2 separate regions of the Hordeum vulgare genome follow, and region 2 is linked to region 1. Evidence: chromatin contacts called from public Hi-C data. All regions are on one chromosome and are shown on one strand. Each heading gives the region's core, a stretch centred on a gene start, on an enhancer-like site or on the middle of the called end of the contact. The rest is flanking DNA. Distances are from core to core; before and after follow the strand shown. Region 1 has its middle 7.7 kb from the start of LOC123430546. Region 2 holds the start of LOC123427277 (cytokinin dehydrogenase 8-like).

Region 1 (6,631 bases), core at 2,870-5,369:
CTCAAAGAGTCCCGCAAATGCTAAGAACCGCTTAACATGTTGGGAAACACTTCCTTACAGTAGTCTAATGTGAAGCATTCCCTAGACCCATCGTAAGCCGTCGATTCGTTTTTTGTTCTCGCGGCTGCTAGGTACTCCCAAATCATGCGCCAGAACAAAGCAACAGTTTTTTCTAGCCCACGTTCCATAATTCTTTCCTTAATTAACCTCTCCCTGATTAATCATCGCGAACTAACTCTCCTTATCATCTCGTATGTCTGTGTGTGCTATGTGCCGAGCCCGGCATGCCTCTTCCCCCTAGCAACCTCCGCCTCACCTCGCCGTTGCGCCATCCTGTCCGGTGGCTGTGCGGGGGCTGTGGGGCTGGCCCACCACCTTCCCACTGGAGAGCTTGTGACCTTCCTCGCCGTCGTGCATAACTTCGTCCGGATCAGCTCTGCTTTACCTGCAGCACTGGCCTCTAATCCAACTCGTGGGAGCACCGTCTCGGTTGGGGAACGAGGCTAGCATGAGTGGATGCACCGATCTAGGGTCAGTTGATTCCTAGAATAATTTTGTTCCGAGATTTGTTTTATATCTCCCTTATATAATATTTGGATGTAGAGGCCGGAGGTCATCCTCCTTATCTAAAAAATATATAATGTTTTGGTTTACCCCGATACATCTTCATTTTGATCTTTGTGTTTCTTTTGAGCTAGAAAATTACTTCCATTGGGCAACCGAAAATCAGTTAATGTTGTATGTATGGGATACGAAAAACATGCATCCTTTTGTTGGCCACCACCTTAGTATGTTTGGCATTATAAATGTTTTATCTTCCAATTAAGAATAGTAATATTGAGCTGCCATATTTTCACGCTTCTTAGAAATTGCCATATTTTGCTTAACGCTGATGAATTTGCTTCCATTCGATTGAAATTGTAATTTATTCATGAAACACAATTACTAGCCTCTGATCCTGGTGCCAATATGTTTTTATGCCTCTAGTTTTCCTTTTATATATGTTGTGAGAAAATGAAGATATTGCTTCCTACCAACAATGCTTCATCTAGTTTCTTGGATATGATTCTATGGTGATGTTTTTTGCTTCCACCATTGCAAGTGTGTGCTACTTTATTGTCCAAACATTTTGCTTCAACAATTATTATCCGACATTAGTGTATGTTACAACCACCGCTATTGTCCGCTTCAACCAATACCAGTGTTTCTTTTGTTCATGAATTTTATTATACAACCATTTTCCTTTTTTCGTGGATTTTTGTATCAGCCACTAAATTTTGTGCTTCCTTCTTTCGCACTGAATGGTTCAGTTGTACAGATTTCAAATGATGATGTAATGTCTCAACTGCTAGTCCAACCGGGCTCTAAGGTGTCGGTTCTACGGCGATCAACGTAGAGCTCGTGGCACACACAGATATTATCACGAACAGATTGCCGGCAACCGCTATGCCGACTATGACAATATGAAAATAAAGTTGTAAGAGTAATTTACTTTTGCAGTAAAATGAATTTGTAGTTTGTGTTCACATTGTATTAGTCTGTTTCAATGCACCATTATACATGTGCAGCCCTCTCACATAATTTCTTTTTGAAGCAAAAAAAAAATCTTAATACGAAAAATATCATTGTGTTTGCAATTTTATTACTACGTTGGTTGGAAGAAAATTTATAGTTAATGGAAGCAAGAGATTGATGCTTTTGAAACAAGTGCAATTTTTTTCCTATTTACGGAAACAAATCACTGTTTTGTTGAATGAATTCCCTTGGAATAATGCTTTCGACACAAAATATTTTCTACTCAGATATAGTTTTATTTTATATGGATGCAAACATTACAAACGAAGCTGGAAGCAAATATTGGTGTGCGGAAGATACCCACCGTCATACATTCTGCGTCCTTAATTGAGGAAAATCAGTTATGCACTAGCAGTAAATTTCCTATTATCTAGTAGCAAGTTTAAAAAATTGTCAAATATAAGAAAGTATACGAAGCATTAGAAGTTCTGCATGAAGCAGCTAATTTTATAGTATACCAAAAAAATGTGTCTACAAAACATAGTTTTTCTGGGTAGAAAACAATTATTTTAAAAATATTGGATTGAATCAAATTTCCATCACAGAGGAAGCAAATTATTATATCCATGGAAGCATTGTTTTTTTACGGATCCACGGAAAAATACTTTGTTGTACTGAAAGAAAAATAATGAAGTTGGAAACATGAACATGGATGGATGACGCACTATACAGTATATCAATCATTTTTTAGGGTATACGATATATCACACGTGATTAACGAAAGCGTAGATTCATGCATCATGCATGTAAGCTAACTATTAGCCCACGTGACATCAAGCCCAAGTACTATACTCGCATATAAAAAGTAAGAAGTCCGATGGATGCGGGAACCATTATGACGAAGCACTCAATTAACGCGAAACAAATTAGCGGCCTGACTACTAGTACATCGGACGTCCATGATGCTTTGGATCGAACGGTTAAGTACTAGTCTGATAGCGAGCTAAACATCAGTAGTCTGATGCCTAGCGTTATGTTACTTGGAGTTGTTCAAAAGTATAAGAACAACTGGAGTGAATTTACTGCGCCGATGCAAATTCAGTGCCACTCAAGAAAGACGAGTGATTTTACCAGGTTGATGTAAATTAAGCGTGACTCAAGAAATTTCCGGTGTCCATATCGGTTCGAGCTGTTTGAATACTAAATGCTGACGACCTATGAAAGCACACTAAATGTATTTTTGCAATTCCATTTCCTATCTATCAAGTATGTGCACTGACCTGATCTCTCAAGTATTATCTTGGATGTCTGATACGCAGTCTTATAATAGTGCTACCACTATCTTTTAGCTAGCAGCCTTGCTTAAGTACGGCAGCCTAAATTAAGCCCAAACCATTGGTTGGACAATTCTTGTTGGTCCCTGAATAGTATAGGCCTGAATTCGACTAGCGACCTAACAAGATGTGATATGCAGATTAGTTAGAAGTATATGGGGCTATCGATACGCAAGCATGCAATCTAGTACTAGATCCGCTACGATCATGGTTGCGACTGTAAAACAGAATACATCCAAAGCTTACGGAGTCAGATCAGTGATCATCACCATCGGCAATGCCTTTTCATGTTTTCCCTCGTACTAAACTGCAGGTTACACTCACTTATTGGTCCAGAGTCTAAAAAGCTTCATGTCAAATTCAATGGTATAATTAGGTTACAGAAGATTTTAGATAGAGGTCGGTTTGATCCACACACATATGGACTGACGACGACAACTACATGTGTTATTCAGATATTTACGTCCGCTTCTGAAAACCACCCAGTAGGTCGTGCATATCGTTGAAATGTACCTATATGTTAATATACTACCAAAAGCATCCTCTGTTGTCGCAGGGTCGCAATAAACTACGTATTCAGTATATCAAAGTAAGGTAGGGCTTTTCCCCCTCTAACAAACAAGCTTAAATAAGCTACCACTTTGCACCCTCCTTTGGCCGTCACTCAGAGCATATCCTCGGAATGTTGCCATTGCCAAGTAAGCTTGCACCATGATAAGCCAAGAACCCGAGATTCTCAGTATCGCCACTTGCGTCAGTGAGGGTGACAAACCGTAGAAGATTGTGCTTCAAGCCAAAAACGACCATCCGACTGGTGGCGGACCCACATTTTGACGACCAGTGACGATGAAAGACAGGGATACAAAAAAAAAAAACGTGGTCGCTCAACACCAGGGTGACAGTGCATCATGACCATCAACGTTCGATTGGATGAACATATATTCGTCCTAGCAGAGGTTGGTCAGGTGGACCAATACGTACGTACGGTTGCGGCTAGCAAACATAGCTCAAAGCAAGCCTCCAAGGCGCTCGTACGCACCATCTCATGGTCATGGATCCAAGGCCAGATGCACCCAATCTCTGCGCCGAGATTTGGAAGACCTGTGGGCTCGTGTCCTCTTGTTCCAAAGGTTCATGGAATCCTACGAGATCGCCCGGCGGTTGCATGGGCAGCCGGGCAGCCGCAGGCCCCGGCGAACACCGTGTCATGACCAGCAAGATTGACCCCGCCTGAGATCGCGTCACATGAAGGGATCCCGCGACTGGACTTGCTGCCATGTATGCCATATATATAATCCAAGACAATGGCTACGTGCAGCTAAAACATCCGTGTTCTGACACACGCACACACAGATGCAGGACCGCATATACAAAAATGTGGGCGGGCACATCACATGAACTCTTCAATGCCTGGACAGGAGCAGTGGCCGGCAGCGACATGCGTGTGCGTCTTATTTTACTCTCTTCTTCTACTCATACGCTTATTCAAGAGGAGTATCTTCCTTTGAATGCCCACCGCGGCCATCCTGGAAGATCATGTATTTTCATGGAGTCGTAGATCGTGTGCTGCTCCGTATGTATGTATTGTTTGCTGCTCCGTGCATGTGATCACCGGCTGAAGCAAGCAATCCAAGCTGGGGGCCTGGGGATTTTGGGCGCTCCGTTCCGTAATGAATGGCGTGGCCTGGACCGGACCGGATGCGCACACTCCACATGCAACGGTCCTTGCGCACGTCTCCTAACGGTGCTGCTACGCTGCCACGGCTAGTTCACAGGTTTAATAGTAGTACTAGGAGTAGGACCAAAATAACATGACACCTCAGCTCGAAGAGGGCAATGCGCCACGTGCGGCCGGGCGACTTTTCTCTTTTGGCAACGTAGCGAGGCAGCGATGTCATCCAGGACCAGGGACACGACAGTTCAGCTGTGGTGCTAGTTCACGGTCGGCTTCGTTGGTTCGAGCTCCGCACTCGGGAGTACCCCGCACTGGGCACGCCAGGGGCATCCCGGTGGTGTCATCACGGACGGACGGGGTCACGGCAGTAAACCTCTGATCGAGCTTGATGGTGCGAATCAGATCGCTTAGAGCATGGTTAATAGTATAGCCATATGATATAGTGCCAACTCTAACACGCGATCCTATCCTTACGTCCGTTTTATTCGGAATCTGTCCGTTTAGGACGGATAATGGAGTTGTGTCCGGGCCATTTCTGGGATGCGGTGGCCGTGTGTCCAACATGCGGACGCATCCTTGGTCGTATCCTGTCCGCCTCATTTTCAAATACAAGCATTCGAATAGCCACGGTCGATAGTTAATGCAAGCGGCCCTAGATCACGCCGACAACACAGCCAGCCTACACGTCCACGTCGGCAACACAGGGAGCAGCCGGCAACACATCCGATCTCCAAAAAAGAATAGGTTTTTTGCCGGCAACACAGCTAGCGGCCGACTCACCATGCCAGCCTCCAAAAGAAGAACGGCCACGACCGATCTGACGCCCTAGTTCAGGCCATCGGCATTGAACATCTCTTTCTGCCGGGCCTCGAACCAGCTCCTGCCCACCCGTGTGAAAGGCCTCGCATATAGTTTGTTTCTTTGCATATAATAGAAACTTTCATATTAAGTGCATTGAATATGATGAGAAGTTTGATTCCTTGCATATAGTTTTGAGATATGAAGATGGTAATATGACAGTCATGCTAGTAAGTAATTGTGAATTGGAAGAAATACGTGTGTTAAAGCTTGTGATTCCCGTAGCATGCACGTATGGTGAACCGTTATGTGGTGAAGTTGGAGCATGATTTGTTTAATGATTGTCAACCTTTGTGTGGAGGTCGGGATCGCGCAATGGTTAACTCCTACCAACACTTCCCCTAGGAGCATGCTTCTAATACCTTACTTCGATAACTAATAGGCTTTTGCAATAAGTATGTGAGTTCTTTATGACTAATGTTGAGTTCATGGATTATACGCATTCTCACCCTTCCACATTTGCTAGCCTCTCTAGTACCGTGCTATTTTCGCTGGTACACTAAACTCACCTTCCTCAAAACAACCACCGTATACTTTCCTCAAAACAGCCACCATACCTACCTATTATGGCATTTTCACAGCCATTCCGAGATATATTGCCATGCAACACCACCGTCCCTTTTTTTATGACACGCACCATCACTTCCATATTACTTATAGAATCATATTTTGTTCTATATATCGAGGTGTAATCTTTGAGTTGTAGGTAAATAAAAGTGTACATTTGCATTATCAGAGCATTGCCCCATGTGATAAAAGGATGATGGAAGCTATGATTCCCTCATAAGTTGGGATGAGTCTCCGGACTTTACAAAAAAAATAAAAGAGGCCAGCGAAGCCCACAAAAAAAAGAAGAGGCCAAAGATGCCCACCAAAAAAATGAGATAAAGATAGAATGGACATTGCTACTATCTTTTCCACACTTGTGCTTCAAACTAGAACCATGTTCTTCATAGAGAGTCTCATATTTTGTCACTTTCATATAACTAGTAGAATTTCATCTTTTGCACAACCACTTAGTTTTCTTTTTGAGATTTCATACACTTATAACTCTAGTGCATTTGTTGCATGGCAATCCCTACTCACTCACATTGATATCTATTGATGGGCATCCCCATAGCCCGTTGATACGGCTAGTTGATCTGGGAATATCTTCTCCTCTTTCTTTTTGCAACCTCCACCATATTCTATTTTCACCTATTGTGCTATATCCATGGCTCACGCTCATGTATTGCGTGAGAGTTGAAAA
Region 2 (6,631 bases), core at 2,949-5,448, 130 kb after region 1:
GAGTTTGGACGCCTTCCCAAGTTTGGGGATGTTTAGGAGCAACTTCAAACCAAAGATCATGTGGCTTCCCGATGCAACCATGCCAAGGGCATAATTCTCCATAATGACTAGTATAGTCACAAGGTGTCTCCGAGGGTGTCTATTGGGATGGCATGGATCGAGACTGGGATTTGTCACTCCGTTTGATGGAGTGGTATCTCTGGGCCTTCTCGGCAATACAACATCACAAGAAGCTTGCAAACAATGTGACTAAGGAGTTAGTCACAGGATTTTGTATTACAGAACGAGCAAAGAGACTTGTCGGTGACAAGATTGAACTAGGTATGGGGATACCGATGATCGAATCTCGGGCAAGAAACATACCGCTGGACAATGGGAACTGCACACGGGATTGATTGAATCCTTGGCATCGTGGTTCGACCGATAAATATCTTCTTGGAATATGTGGGAACCAATATGGGCATCCAGGCCCGGCTATTGGTTATTGACTGAAGAGGTGTCTCGGTCATATCCACATGATTCTCGAACCCGTAGGGTCCGCACGCTTAGTGTTCGATGACGATATAATATTATTGGGTTATGTATGTTGGTAATTCAATATTCTTCAGAGTCCCGGATGAGATCCCAGACGTCAAGAGGAGCTCCGAAATGGTACGGAGGTAAAGCTTTATATAAGGTAAGTCATATTTTCGCTACCGAAAAAGTTTCGGATTTTCCTGTATTATACTCGGAAGCTTCTAGAAGCTTCCAGAAGCTTTCAGAGGAGTCTGAAAGTCCACCAAGGGTTCCACCACGTACCAAGAGTTTGCATGGTATGAGTGGGGGCGCTCTCGCCTTATTGGGACAAGCCCGCAAGTCTCTCAAGGTCCATGCAGTTGGGAAAGGTGGAAAGTCCACCTTTGTATGGAAGGGAAGGAGGAGGACTAGGATTCTACCTCCTCCCCCTTGGATGCACCCTAGGTCTTGGAGGGGCTGTTTCCCATGCCCCTCCACCTATATATAGAGGGGAGGGGCGCCCCAAGAGGACACACCAAGCCCTTGGCACCTCTCTCTCTCTCCCTTGATCGTGTTCTCCTTCGTTTGCGGTTTCAGTAACGCTCGGCCTAGCCCTGCCATGGTAGCACCACCACGGTCGCCACGACAATGTCGTGTTGCCGGAGAACTCATCTAATGCTCCGCCCTCACTCGCTGGATCAAGGAGGTAGAGATGTCATCAAGTCGCACGTGTGTTGAACGCGGAGGTGTCGTCTGTTCAGCACTAGATCGGGACGGATCGTGATTGGATCGTGAAGACATACGACTACATCAATCGTGTTATATACGCTTCCGCTTAACAATCTACAAGAATACGTAGATACACTCCCCCTCTCGTAACTATGCATCTCCATGGATATATCTTGAGTGTGCGTAGAATTTTTATTGTTTCCCATGCAATGTTCTCCAACACATCTTGTAGTAGTACTTGAAGTCCTAACCGCCGCTGGAGGTGGTAGGTTTTCTAGACTTAGAGCATTTATAATCGAATTTGGAAGATTAGCCCATATACAACATCGAACGCCCCCTCATTTGGCTTGTGAGACAACCACACACTTTAAATGTGGATCATCAAATCGATGCAATCCATGAAGATGGATCATAGAGCACAAATTCGATAGTTCAGTAATTCGACAAAGCAAAATAAATCATAGTTTAATAATTCAGATGTGCCAAAATGAAATTCAAGTCCGAGCGTGATGGATTCACTCGATGTCAGGATCACTCGCCAGACGCCATCCATGTGGCATGCTCCGCGATGTTCCCTGGCTTGCATGCTGGAGCCGAGGACGGGACACCCATGATCGACACCTAAGCAGCCCCCGTGACGGCGGTGTGGGACAGGTCGGTCGACATCTAGGGCGACAGATGAGAGCCGACTGCGACGATGGGGGAGCAAGGGGGAATGACGACGATGACTCGGATGCGGGAAATGGTGAATGGGCGCGGGAGGATGGCGGTGGGTTTGTGGACTTGAGGGATTTGACGCAATTTATGGTGAGGTCGGACTGTTTGGTCAGACGAGGCGGACGCGTCTGAACTCGCCCGGACCCCATTATATTCATCCTAGATTTGAACTGGATATAAGAGATGTCGGTCAGCCTGAATGTTTAGAGTCGGTATGAGCTAATCTGGTTTTTAATCGGGTCGTGCATCCGGAGAACGTATCTAGTGCACCGCGACAATTGGTGCTACGAGTGTATCGGTCCCCCGTTGCATTCACATAACATCAATGTATCTTGTCACAAAAAATTAAATAACTTTGAAACATTGCTCGAGATAGAAAATATAAATTTAACACTGGATAATACATAGCAGGGTTTCAGTTTTGGCCCATTAACGCATTAATGACAAATTTATCATATTTATATCTCGAGCAATATTTTGAATTTTGATTTGAACTTTTGTGACAAAATACATTAGTATTGTGTGAATGTACTATATTTTTTGAATTTATACAAACATTTTTAAATATGCAACTGTGGACCGGTGCACCGATAGCATCAATTGCTCCAATGCATGCTCCAATGCACTAGATACGTTCCCCGTCTATCCGGGCGTTTGAGGCCGAGGCGCCCAGGTGCTCTTAGAGCATCTCCAACCAACGCGCTCGCGTAAATTTGTTTATAACATCAAAATAGCAATTTAGCGCGTGAGAAAGGATGATTGCCGTTTAAGCCGCTGCAAATTTTTCACACGTAATTGTTCGTTGCCCAACGCGCTGAACCTAACGCACAAAATATCAAATGCGTGATGCAGTTTTCCGTAGCATGTTGTACATTTTATGCGCTTGTTTATCGCTTGAGGAATTATAACACGATTGTGCTTTATATAGCAGAAATTGCGTTTGGAGCTTGGCCTCCATAAAGGCTTTTAAATTTGAAAAACAAATTTCATGAAAATTCATGTTTTCATATTTCAAAATATTCTAAAAAAATACAGAAATAAACGAGGAGTAACACACATGTGTGTAAGTGTAAATTTTCAGAAAAAAATACATTGAAATGAGGGCTATAAAAAAGATGAATCTAAGGCTTTTGAACACATTACACAATGTATCGTTCCAGACCATGAATTTATCAGATTGTATTTTAAATTATTTCATTCTAAAATTTTACATACATATACACAACATCCTTCTTTACTTGTATATATTTTTAGACTTTTTTAAAACCCAAAAGATTAAATTTTAAATTGTTCAAATAATTCTAGTCTTCATGCAGGCCGAGCTCCAAACGTCCGTTCTCATTATAGAGCCGTTTGCCCGTTTTATTCAACGCGCGTCTTATTTAGCGCATGCGTTGGGAGATGCTCACGGCAGGCGACGCAAGTGACGTTCCGTATCGGACGCGTGGGTTGGTACTTCGCCTCAGACGCCGGCGGCGAGTGCATGCACGTAAGGTGTACTAGGTGGGTGTCGCTGCCAGCAGTGTGGAGCACAAGTACGCCACGGACGCACGGGGTGCGCGCCGGCGCCAGGCAGGCCGCAGTGGAGAAGCGCCGCTGCTGACACGCACGGTCGCCCGCTCTCTTGCTCGTTGAAGTTTCTGCCCGCACGGCGTCGCTCGCCAGAGAGCGAAGCCAAGACGGGTCATTCATTCCACAGTGCCGGTCAAAACGGTCGCTGGCAAGTAGTAATGCCGTCTAAGCGTCAGCCACAGTGACCACCGAGGTGGATCGGTGCTCTCGTAGCCATCGTCCAGAAGACGACTGACAGCTACGTGCCGTGCTGCATACATATAGATACTCTACAGATCCTTTTAATAGAAAAAGTACATGGGTTTCTGTAGTTTTATAAAATATGTACAGGGTCTGTTTTCAAAGACATGGACCGAACAAACCACATCGTACGCTTCTGCAATCCAGTAGCAATACGAGCTGAGTGCTCTTTTTTAAGTGGAGTAAGTTGCTTCCTTGCCCAAGGTTTAGTAGTAGTAGCTAGCAATCCTCTTGGGAGAAATGCGATCGATGAGTGGAACGGAGGGAGGGAGGCAGGGCCGGGCCCTCGTGGATCCGCCGTACCCCAGCTTGGGGTTTCCATTAGATTCTCTGGCGGCCCGACCGCGTCACGGCACCGCTTACGACCGACGACAGAGACCGGCTGCTCTCCTCTCCTCTCCTCTCCTCTCCCTCCGCTTGTATATATCCGCGAGCTGTCTCGCGGTCTCGCCTCGCTCCTCCTCCCTCCCGTCCCTTTTCCATTCCATCGATCCACAGTTCTTGTGGGAACCCAAGGATCCATCCAGACAGAGACGCCCCCGACCGAGGCAGCAATCACCAAACAGCTAGCGCGAGCGAGGGTGCACGACGACAACACATTCAACTGCCTCCCACTTCCATCGGCCTCGTCCAGCGAGGAGCGCCATTTGGTCCTGTCCAAGCGCGGGCTAGACGGCTAGACGCTCGATACACGGAGCTGACTGGCCGAGAACCATGGACCTCAAGGCGCTGTACATGTACGCCGCCGTCCTAGCCCTGCTCCTCTGCTCCGCGGCGACCTTCATCCAGAGCCCCACCGACGTGTTCGGACCGGTGGCGCTCCTCGAGCCAACCCCGTCCTCGGCGCGCGACTTCGGCGCCATCGTCTCCGACGCGCCCTTCGCGGTCCTTCGGCCGGAGTCCACCGCCGACATCGCGCTCCTCCTGACCGCCCTGTCGACGGCGCCGCCGCACCCGAGGGCGACCGTGGCCGCGCGCGGCGTCGGGCACTCGCTCCAGGGCCAGGCCCAGGCGCGCGACGGCATTGTGGTGGAGACGCGTTCCCTGCCACGCACCGTGGTGGTGGTGGCGGCGCGGGCGAGCGGCGAGGCCACCGCGCACGCGTACGCGGACGTGGGCGCCGGCGCTCTGTGGGTGGAGGTGCTGGAGGAGTGCCTGAAGGCCGGCCTGGCGCCGCTGTCCTGGACGGACTACCTGTACCTCACCGTGGGCGGGACGCTGTCCAATGCCGGCATCAGCGGCCAGGCGTTCAAGCATGGCCCGCAGATCAGCAACGTCCTGCAACTCCAAGTCGTCACAGGTATGCAGTACTCCACGCCCACCGCGCACATGCAGCCTACTGTCAATTTCTTCTTCTCATAAACCCTTTCTCTGTTTGATCTGTAAGAAAAAGAAAGAGAGCACTGAACCTGTAAATTTCTGCAGTAATTTACCCCTTTTCCCATGCTCTTGGCTGCAGGGAGTGGGGAGATCGTGACATGCTCACGCACCAAGACCCCGGACCTTTTCTTCGCAGTTCTTGGCGGGCTTGGCCAGTTTGGCATCATCACCAGGGCAAGAATTCTCCTCCAAGAAGCTCCTCCAAAGGTAAATGCATGGCTCGTACCAATCGCCTCATGCCCTCTTTTTTTACTTCCATTGTTCTTACTTCTTACCATCCTGAATTCCTGATGACGATCAGGTGAGATGGGTGAGGGCCTTCTACGACAGCTTCGAGACATTCACCAAGGACCAAGAGCTCCTGATCTCAATGCCGGAGCAGGTGGACTACGTGGAGGGATTCATGGTTCTGAATGAGCACTCCATCCACAGCTCGTCCATCGCCTTCCCCGCTCGCATCGATTTCAGCCCAGACTTCGGCTCCGAGGGAAAGAAGAAGGTCTACTACTGCATAGAGTTTGCAGTGCATGACTTCGGCTTCAGTGTAGATCATGTCAGTCTCCTGATTTCACACCGAATTTCCAATTAAACACAAGATAACGTCTTCAACAGCAACAGAAAAGGACCGCTGAATAGTGACCAGCTAGTCTTCTTGTGGTCTTAAAAAAACTGTGCAGGTTGTGGAGCTGGTCTCAGGGAAGATGAGCCACATGAGGCCTCACATATACAGCGTGGGGGTGTCCTACTTTGATTTCCTAAACAGGGTGAGGATGGAGGAGGAGAGCCTGAGGAGCCTGGGGCTCTGGGACGTGCCTCACCCCTGGCTCAACATGTTCGTGCCAAGGCATGGTATCAGACAGCTCAAAGACCTGCTCATGGACACCGTCTTGGCAGGAGACTTCCAGGGGGCCATCCTTGTCTACCCCCTCCTCACTGACAAGTAAGCACATCTATCTATCCTCCTCTGCCAAAAGTATAGATATCATCTCCATTTCCTGTTCCAAATTAGTGTTAGCCCACGACATCTTAGCCATCAGTAAAGCTGCCGCCGGGTAGCTAGTAGCCAAAGGCTTTACTAATAAACTCACCTCAAAGATAATAAAGCCTAAAGCCATCCCTTTCGCAATATTTGCGAGATTTTTCCGGTGCAGAAAATCATTCGATGATGTGGCGCGATCGCCTTTCTACGCACATAATTAGTGTCAAAGTGCTGTTATGTTTGTGGCTTTTGGTCGGTCTTTTTTTTTCTCCTACTCGGCGATCGTGGTTATCCTCTCCAGAAACGCCTTGCCAACCAAACGGACGGCATGCTTGGCCTAATCGTGACAACTGACAGAGCCATGACATCTCGCTACAGCAGCCGAGAGACGCAAGCCCCGTAGCGGTCGCCTCCGGCACCGGATCATGCACTTTCCCTCGCTGCATTTGCCAGTCAATTGTCAAATAGGAGTATTACAGTGAAACTAGTGAGCTAGGCTGCCCTTTTCCTCCTCCGAGG

Evidence for each region. Hi-C and Micro-C count contacts between places; a contact is called where the count stands out from the background.
Region 2: a contact with region 1 is called in a Hi-C map of seedling, with 7 times the contacts expected there. The contact joins the promoter of LOC123427277 here to the enhancer-like site in region 1. A contact is called at or near these places in 4 of 6 Hi-C or Micro-C datasets (leaf and seedling).

The regions. Positions count from the first base shown.
Region 1 is chr2H:562,993,077-562,999,707 of MorexV3_pseudomolecules_assembly, forward strand. It overlaps the pseudogene LOC123428652. Among protein-coding and RNA genes, the nearest start is that of LOC123430546, 7.7 kb to the right of the region's middle. Within about 2 kb of position 4,120, at least 3 of the 3 cell types and tissues checked have open chromatin away from gene starts, as enhancers often do. A contact at or near this core is called in leaf and seedling, where this site is marked.
Region 2 is chr2H:563,120,700-563,127,330 of MorexV3_pseudomolecules_assembly, forward strand. It overlaps LOC123427277 (cytokinin dehydrogenase 8-like), which reads left to right and starts at 4,199. Exons shown (of 5, transcript XM_045111284.1): 1 at 4,199-5,053; 2 at 5,213-5,340; 3 at 5,435-5,686; 4 at 5,811-6,073. The coding sequence starts at 4,468.